Regions from separate parts of the Ovis canadensis genome. Here region 1 is linked to region 2. The links are chromatin contacts, called in public Hi-C maps. All regions are on one chromosome and are shown on one strand. Each heading gives the region's core, a stretch centred on a gene start, on an enhancer-like site or on the middle of the called end of the contact. The rest is flanking DNA. Distances are from core to core; before and after follow the strand shown. Region 1 overlaps SNAP47 (synaptosome associated protein 47). Region 2 holds the start of WNT9A (Wnt family member 9A).

Region 1 (3,181 bases), core at 380-2,879, 300 kb after region 2:
GAAACCATCTCGTCTCTCCTTATTTAAAAATCTTCAATGATTCCAAGTTACTTATAGGACAAAATCCAGACTCCTTTGAGTGGACATGTCCAGCTCCCTCTCCCCAGACCCCTCCACAGAGCCCACTCCAACAAAGGTGTTGGCACGCCCTCCCAGCACTGGCCAGTGGTCCTATAGCTGGTGGAATGTATTACCACCGCTTTTCTACTTTTGAAGGCCGACCAGTTTAGCCATTCCCACCTTCATCCTAAGAAGTATCAGTTCTAGAATGTGCATTTCTGAGGTGTGGTTTAGCCTACTGCCACAGCTGATGAGAAGCATCATGGATTACCACCCCTCACTCATTATCTCATGACTTTGTCCTAACAATTATTCAAGGAAACCCAGATGTGTTGTCTTCTCCAAATAAACAAGTAATACACTGAAGCCAGGGCTATACAATCCCACTAATTCAGACATTTATCTTAGGCTAAAGATCAGTTATGCAAGAAATGAAAGATTCTTTTTTTTCCTAACTAGGAAAGGAGACATGAATTGGGACAAATTTAAATAACTGGGGGAAAAGTACAAGGAAAAAGACCAGAATGGTGGAGTTACTGAAGACGAAATGTATTTTATAATCTCTACAAAAAAGAAAGAAAAAAGAAAAAGAAAATAAGATTATCTTGTAATAAACCATAATGGAAAACAATGTGAAAAAGAATATAAATAGACACACACACAACATATATATATATATAGAGAGAGAGAAGGACACTAGTTTCTTAAGACAGTTAGCAAGGAGAGAGCCACAGCATCCTTCCTGCCTTGAATTATTTCAGGAATGATCCAGTGAATTACCAGTGCAGATACGTGTGGAACTTGGCTCGGCTAATCAACGCAGAGACAAAAGGCCTGGCCCTCAGTCATCTCCCCAGCACAGGCATCCACAGGGCTGCCTTTTCAATAAACTCTTCTCCTCATGCCAGCTGACGAGCTAAGTTTTCCAGTAAACCAACTTTCTGACTGGACTGAATGAATCAACCTCCATTTTTAATTTTTGTGTTTTGCACTTATTGTTTATAAAGATACCACATACAGTAGGCAAGCTAAATGCCCCAATGTAATCAAACAGAAAGTTCAAAACTATGCCCTCCACTCTTGCCATGAACCCACACTGTGCGCAGCCCTTTTTCCTGGAAATGGCGATGCGCCCAGGGCGAGTCCTCCTTCACTGCTGTTCCGCGGCCGGGGACGCTGAAGAGCCTGATGAACCGGAAGGCCAGAGCTGGGCCAGCTTTCCACCCTGATCCCTCCTCTGGTGAAAGACGGAGGAAGGGTGAAAAAACAGCAAGCACAAGACACGGAAGTGGAGATTAAAAAGTTATGAAGAAACTTTATACAACAGTGCAATGTCTGAGGACAGAACCATGCCGTTTTTGTCTTATCACTTCCAAATGCTGTATCAAATACACGGGAGCCACAGAGTTAGTAACGAAAGAGCAGGAGTTCTGAGGCAGGAAAGGTTAGCACATCAGACATTGGAAATGATTCACGGGATTCTGCCAAACCCCTCTGAGGGACTCTGATTCCTCTCCCGGCCTCCTCCACCACGTGCCCTCCCACAGCGGATGGTGGACAGCCACAGCTACGCAGCAGATGGGGCCCAACTGTAGCCCACATGCCTGCTGCAGAGGCCCAGCACAGAGGGAGCTGGCACACTGCGCTGAGCACGCTGCTCCCTGAGGAAATCAGGGCGCGTCTTCTCTCTAGCACCCCAACTGCACTGTAAGTCACCAAAATCCATTTTCACGTAATGACTTTAATAGCATCTGCAGCAGAAACCACAGATGAATGGACGGAGACTTTCTTGCATTTTCATTTTCCCTAGAAATTTAACTCATTCCTACCTATGCCCGAGCTTCAGATACACAGCTCAAAATTCTTCTCTAAATATGAAACATGTGTTTTACCTCGAAAAGACAACCTCGTATGAAACTACGTTCTCCCTGCAGGGAAGGAGAATGAGACCGCTAACCAGCACAAAGTCCCGCCCCTCCTGTGGGTAGGTCCTGCCAGCCCAACCGCTCAGGGATCACCACGTCCTCTGCCCCAAAGCCAGCATCCTGATTCATGACCACGGCATCTGCTGTTCCCAGCACGGACGCCACAGGGCCCACGGAGACTTGCTGATGACAGTCAGGACCAACCACACAGACACCAGCTTTCATGGGGAAGAATGGTGACCTCAGTGGTTACTGAGGGATCTTCTACTCTTAGCTGTTGGTGCCTCCATCTCCATCTCTCCCATTCTATCCATCCAGCTTTTAGGGGAAGGGCACACTGGGCATGACAGCAGAGATTGTTTATTTGAAATTGGAAGGGCCCTCTCCAACTACATGGCCACCAGTAGAATTAACAGATAAGATTGTTACATTTCCCATGAAAAAGCCATGTTCTTGCTCGTCTCAGTACAACGGTGGGACACAGGAGAGCTCATCTCAGCCACAGACATCTTCGTTGGAGAGTGAGAGAAGGGACCCAGATCCTACCAGTCTGAGGCCTATATGTACTCTCATTCACTTTCACAAGAACAGGTTAAGTTTGCCTTCACAGTACAAAGCTTTCTCAAGTCCCAAGACAGACAAGATCTGCAGTGTTCTGGAGTCAATAAGCCTATCCAAAGAAGGGATTAGTAAGCTGCAAATTTTGCTAGTTGCAGCTAGAAAGCAGCATGTCTACGTGTCATTACTAAAAGTGATTCAGTTAGATCAGAAGGAAAAAGTGACAAATGATGTATGTTTAAAATACCCCACAGTAAAAGATGAACACTTTTTTCCCCCAAAAGGAAAAAGCTGAGCTTAAAGCAGTCTATGCCTATGTAGACACACAGAATAAAATTATCTAAAAACAGGTTTAAAAGGCATACAAGGCTTTGATGACATTTGTGGGGTGCCATCAACAAAATAGTCTCTCCAAAACGGAGCCTGGATCTGATGGAGCCTCTAGAGCTACAAACTGACCTACAGGAGCGCCAAGGCAGAGAGCAGACAGCTCACCACCTGCTGGGAGGTGGGGAGACCAAGGAAGTAATATCTTACAAGTAGCAAAATTTTGAGAGAAACAATTCAGCTTTTTTTTATCAAATAAAGCGCAAAAGAAGAGATGACAGAGGAAAGTTGGAATTAAAGGCACTTCACTA
Region 2 (3,268 bases), core at 105-2,604:
CATCTCCTCTCTGCCCTCTTTTCACCAGCCCAGCACTGGAAGGCCCCTAGGGAGGATGGGGTATGCTCAGTGGGTGGCCTTCTAACAGAGGTGGGAGCCCAGGCATGTGTTGCGCTCCCTGCGCCACTCTCCGGGTACCTGTTTTGCCTTTCAGTCCTTGTTCTGACTCACGTCACTAAGCAGATCTTCAGAACCCATTAACCCAGTCTTTAGAGGTGCTCAGACCCCCAGACTCTGGGTCACTGTGCCCAGAAAGCAGCAGCTCAGTACGGATGGCTGATAGAAAACTGTGCTTTCCCCTGCAGGCCCAGGACTTGAGGGCCCCCACAGTATTGGCCAAGTGGATCCATGGAGCCTCTACGGTCACCTGAAGGCTGGCATTTCGTGGACACGTTTCCCATATCCTGAACCTCAGAGCTCTCCCCGCTGTGGCTGTTGACACCCTGGCCCAGCGGTCTCTAAGGATTCTCCTTGAACCCATCCTGTTGTTAATTTGTGTTATCTGTTTTAATCCGGGGTTTGGGTTCTCGGACCCTGACTTACCTCAGCAGTGACTCTGCATCGTCTCTCCTCCCTGTCCCTGGCAGCTCCTGTTGCCTCTACCCGTGCCAAGCCCCCTTCGTCCAGTCCTCACAGCAGAGGTTCTGAGAAGGAGGTCACCCGGGGATCAGCGCTGGCAGTGACCTCAGCCAGCTCCTCCTTCGATTTAAGAATAGGGAGACAAAGGTCCCAAAAGGTCGATCGACCTGGCCGCACCATCCCTGATCAGGTCGCCTCATTCCCAAGGCAACAAACCAGGGAGCAGCGCCCGGCTGGCCTCGCAAAGGCAGGGGCATCACCTGCTGGCTTGTCTCCCCTTTCACGCAAACTCCTCTGGGAGCCGACAAGCTAGCTCCAGCTCCGGGCTGACACCCGAGTCCCCCCGCGGCACCGCCCGCTTGAGCGCTGGCCAAGAGCTCCGCCCCGGCCCCGCCCCAGGTCGCACCCCGCCCCCGCAGCTGCACCGGACCTCCCACTTCCAGATTCCGCGGGCGTCCCCACTCGCCCGCTCCCACCCGGCTAGCCGCGCAGCGCCAGCCTCGCCGCCTTGCCCCGGGCCACCAACACTCCGCCTCGGCTCCACCCACGCCCACAGCCGCTCGCGGGCTCGCTCCCTTCCCCGGGCCCCCGCCGCGCTCCCGCCCCTTCCGGCCGCGCCGGCTCCCACCCGCCCCTCGCGTGCCTCGCTTCCCACGCGCGAGGCGCGCCCGGGGACCCGCGCGGCCCGCAGGCGGCGGGGCCGGGCGGCGCGCCGGCTCGGGTTTCGGCCCGCCCCCGGCGCCGGCGTGACCCCGCCCCGGGCGCGGGCGGGGCCGGGCCAGCTGGCCGGCGCCCCGCCCCCGGCCTGGCGCTCCGGGCGCTATAAGAGGGCGGCGGCCGCGGGGCGCCCAGCGCGGGGCCGGGAGCGCGATGGTCAGCCGCCGCGGCGCGGCAAGATGCTGGATGGGCCCCTGCTGGCGCGCTGGCTGGCCGCGGCCTTCGCGCTGACGCTGCTGCTCGCCGCGCTGCGCCCCTCGGCCGCCTACTTCGGGTAGGTGCCTCGGCGGCCCGGCGGGCGGGGCGGGCGGGCCGGGCCCGAGGCCGGCGCGGGCGCGCGGGCGGGGGCGACCCAGGTGCGCGGGGCGCGGTGCCCGGGCTAGCGAGGGGCGCCGGGTTGCCTGGAGCTGTTTGTTTGCGGCGCCCGCGTCGCTGGGTTCGGGAGTCGGTGTCCCTGTGGCACGGCTCTCGCAGAGGGGCCGGCGTGCCCGGCTGGCTGGCGTGAGGCCCCGGTCCTTCGTGACCCCGGAGCCGTAGTCCCTGTGGCCGCGCCCGCGGCCGTGCGCGAGGCTCCCTGCAGCTGCGGGACCAAGCTCTGGTTATCGGCTGCCTTTGGCTGGGATTTCTAGCCAAACGTCTGGAGCCTCCCTGGCCCCTGCACACCCACCCGCCTTGCAGTTTCCCCCTCCTTTCTCTCCCCGAGAAGTTAATTTAACAACAACAAAAAAATACGTACAAAATCCAGATGTTCCTTGCACTGAGCCCCAAAGGGGGAAAAACTCCAGGCTGGAGGAATTTTATTTTTCTTGCGCTTTGCTTCTGACGTTCGCTCGGGCCGCGACCCGCGGGAGCGCGTCTGTGGGACCTCTCTGGTGCGCCGGGCCCGGGCGGGCTGTGAATGCTGCCTCCAGCCGCCTCCCGGGTCGCTGCCCCGCGCGCTTCTCCGCAGCAGCAGTTTTCGTGGTTTTGGCTCGTCTCTCCCCATCGTTCTTTCCTGCCCTTCCTGGTTCCTCGCTCCCAGATCTGGGATGTCCTGCCAGGCGAGCTCTGGGGACCCTTTCTGTACTCTGCAGATGGGCCCCCGAGGTTTGTGTGGCATCGTGTAGGCAGCCCTCCGGCTCTCCCCAGCCGCCCCGCCTCCTGCCCCCGTGCCACTCCTGGAGCGGAGGCCACCCTCGAGTCCCGCCCAGACCCCGTCCGGGGTGCCTTATGCCCGTTCCGGGCTGCCGCCCTGCGCCCGTTGTCACCTGTTCCCTCTCCCGTGGACCAGGCGCGGCGCGCAGCGGCCTGGCCGGCAGAGGGCCCCGTTGGTCCAGAAATGTGGCACTGCCAGGGCGGGGAGAGGCAGACTGGGCGAGAAGCCCTGCAGGTGTATCCTGTTCTCAAAGAAAATAAAATATTTTCATGGGAAACTTTCCCTTTGTGTTTTTCTCCCCGCGCCCACTTCTCCTGTTCCCTTCCCCTGGGTTGTCTCCCAGGGTCAGCTCCTTGTCTTCTTACCCTGGAGACCCCACCCCGAAGCCAGGGCTGTGGCTGTGAGTTCGGCCTGCCTGGGGCTCAGGCTGTGCAGAGACTGGCACGCCCCTGCATGCCATCTGTGCAGCCTTTGCCTCACCCTCTCGGGCAGAGGGAGGGTCAGAGGCTGGCTGTCTGGCTGCAGGTCCGCGGTGAGTCACGATGGCCTGTCAGCCAGCTGTGCCTTTGCGCTGTCCAGGCGCTGCCGTGGGTCTACTCACCAGGCTCCAGACACACCCTGGGCTCGTCTGCGCCACTCTGTGCTCTGTGCGGAGTCCCTGCTGCCCGCTTTTACTCTCCGGGAAGGTCGGATCCACAGAGTGGTTTTCAGGGTCCTGGCTCCCATCCTTCACCCCCACCCCTGCAGCATCTCTCTTTCTCCCTGTTTTCTCTGCGCTTTGTACCTCCAGGGACGTCTCCTTGGCTCCCTTGAAGAGAATTACCCCCAGGGGCTGTG

Evidence for each region. A called contact is a pair of places that touch in the nucleus more often than the background predicts.
Region 1: a contact with region 2 is called in a Hi-C map of lung, with 4 times the contacts expected there. The contact joins the enhancer-like site here to the promoter of WNT9A in region 2. A contact is called at or near these places in 2 of 2 Hi-C or Micro-C datasets (fibroblasts and lung).

The regions. Positions count from the first base shown.
Region 1 is chr5:17,975,017-17,978,197 of ARS-UI_OviCan_v2, forward strand. All of the region lies in intron 4 of SNAP47 (synaptosome associated protein 47), which reads right to left. Among named protein-coding and RNA genes, the nearest start is that of JMJD4, 50 kb to the right of the region's middle. Within about 2 kb of position 1,630, the one cell type or tissue checked has open chromatin away from gene starts, as enhancers often do. A contact at or near this core is called in fibroblasts, where this site is marked.
Region 2 is chr5:17,679,519-17,682,786 of ARS-UI_OviCan_v2, forward strand. WNT9A (Wnt family member 9A) reads left to right here and starts at 1,355. Exons shown (of 4, transcript XM_069590527.1): 1 at 1,355-1,570. The coding sequence starts at 1,476. LOC138440753 (a long non-coding RNA gene) reads right to left here and starts at 1,322. Exons shown (of 5, transcript XR_011257112.1): 1 at 1,223-1,322; 2 at 544-699.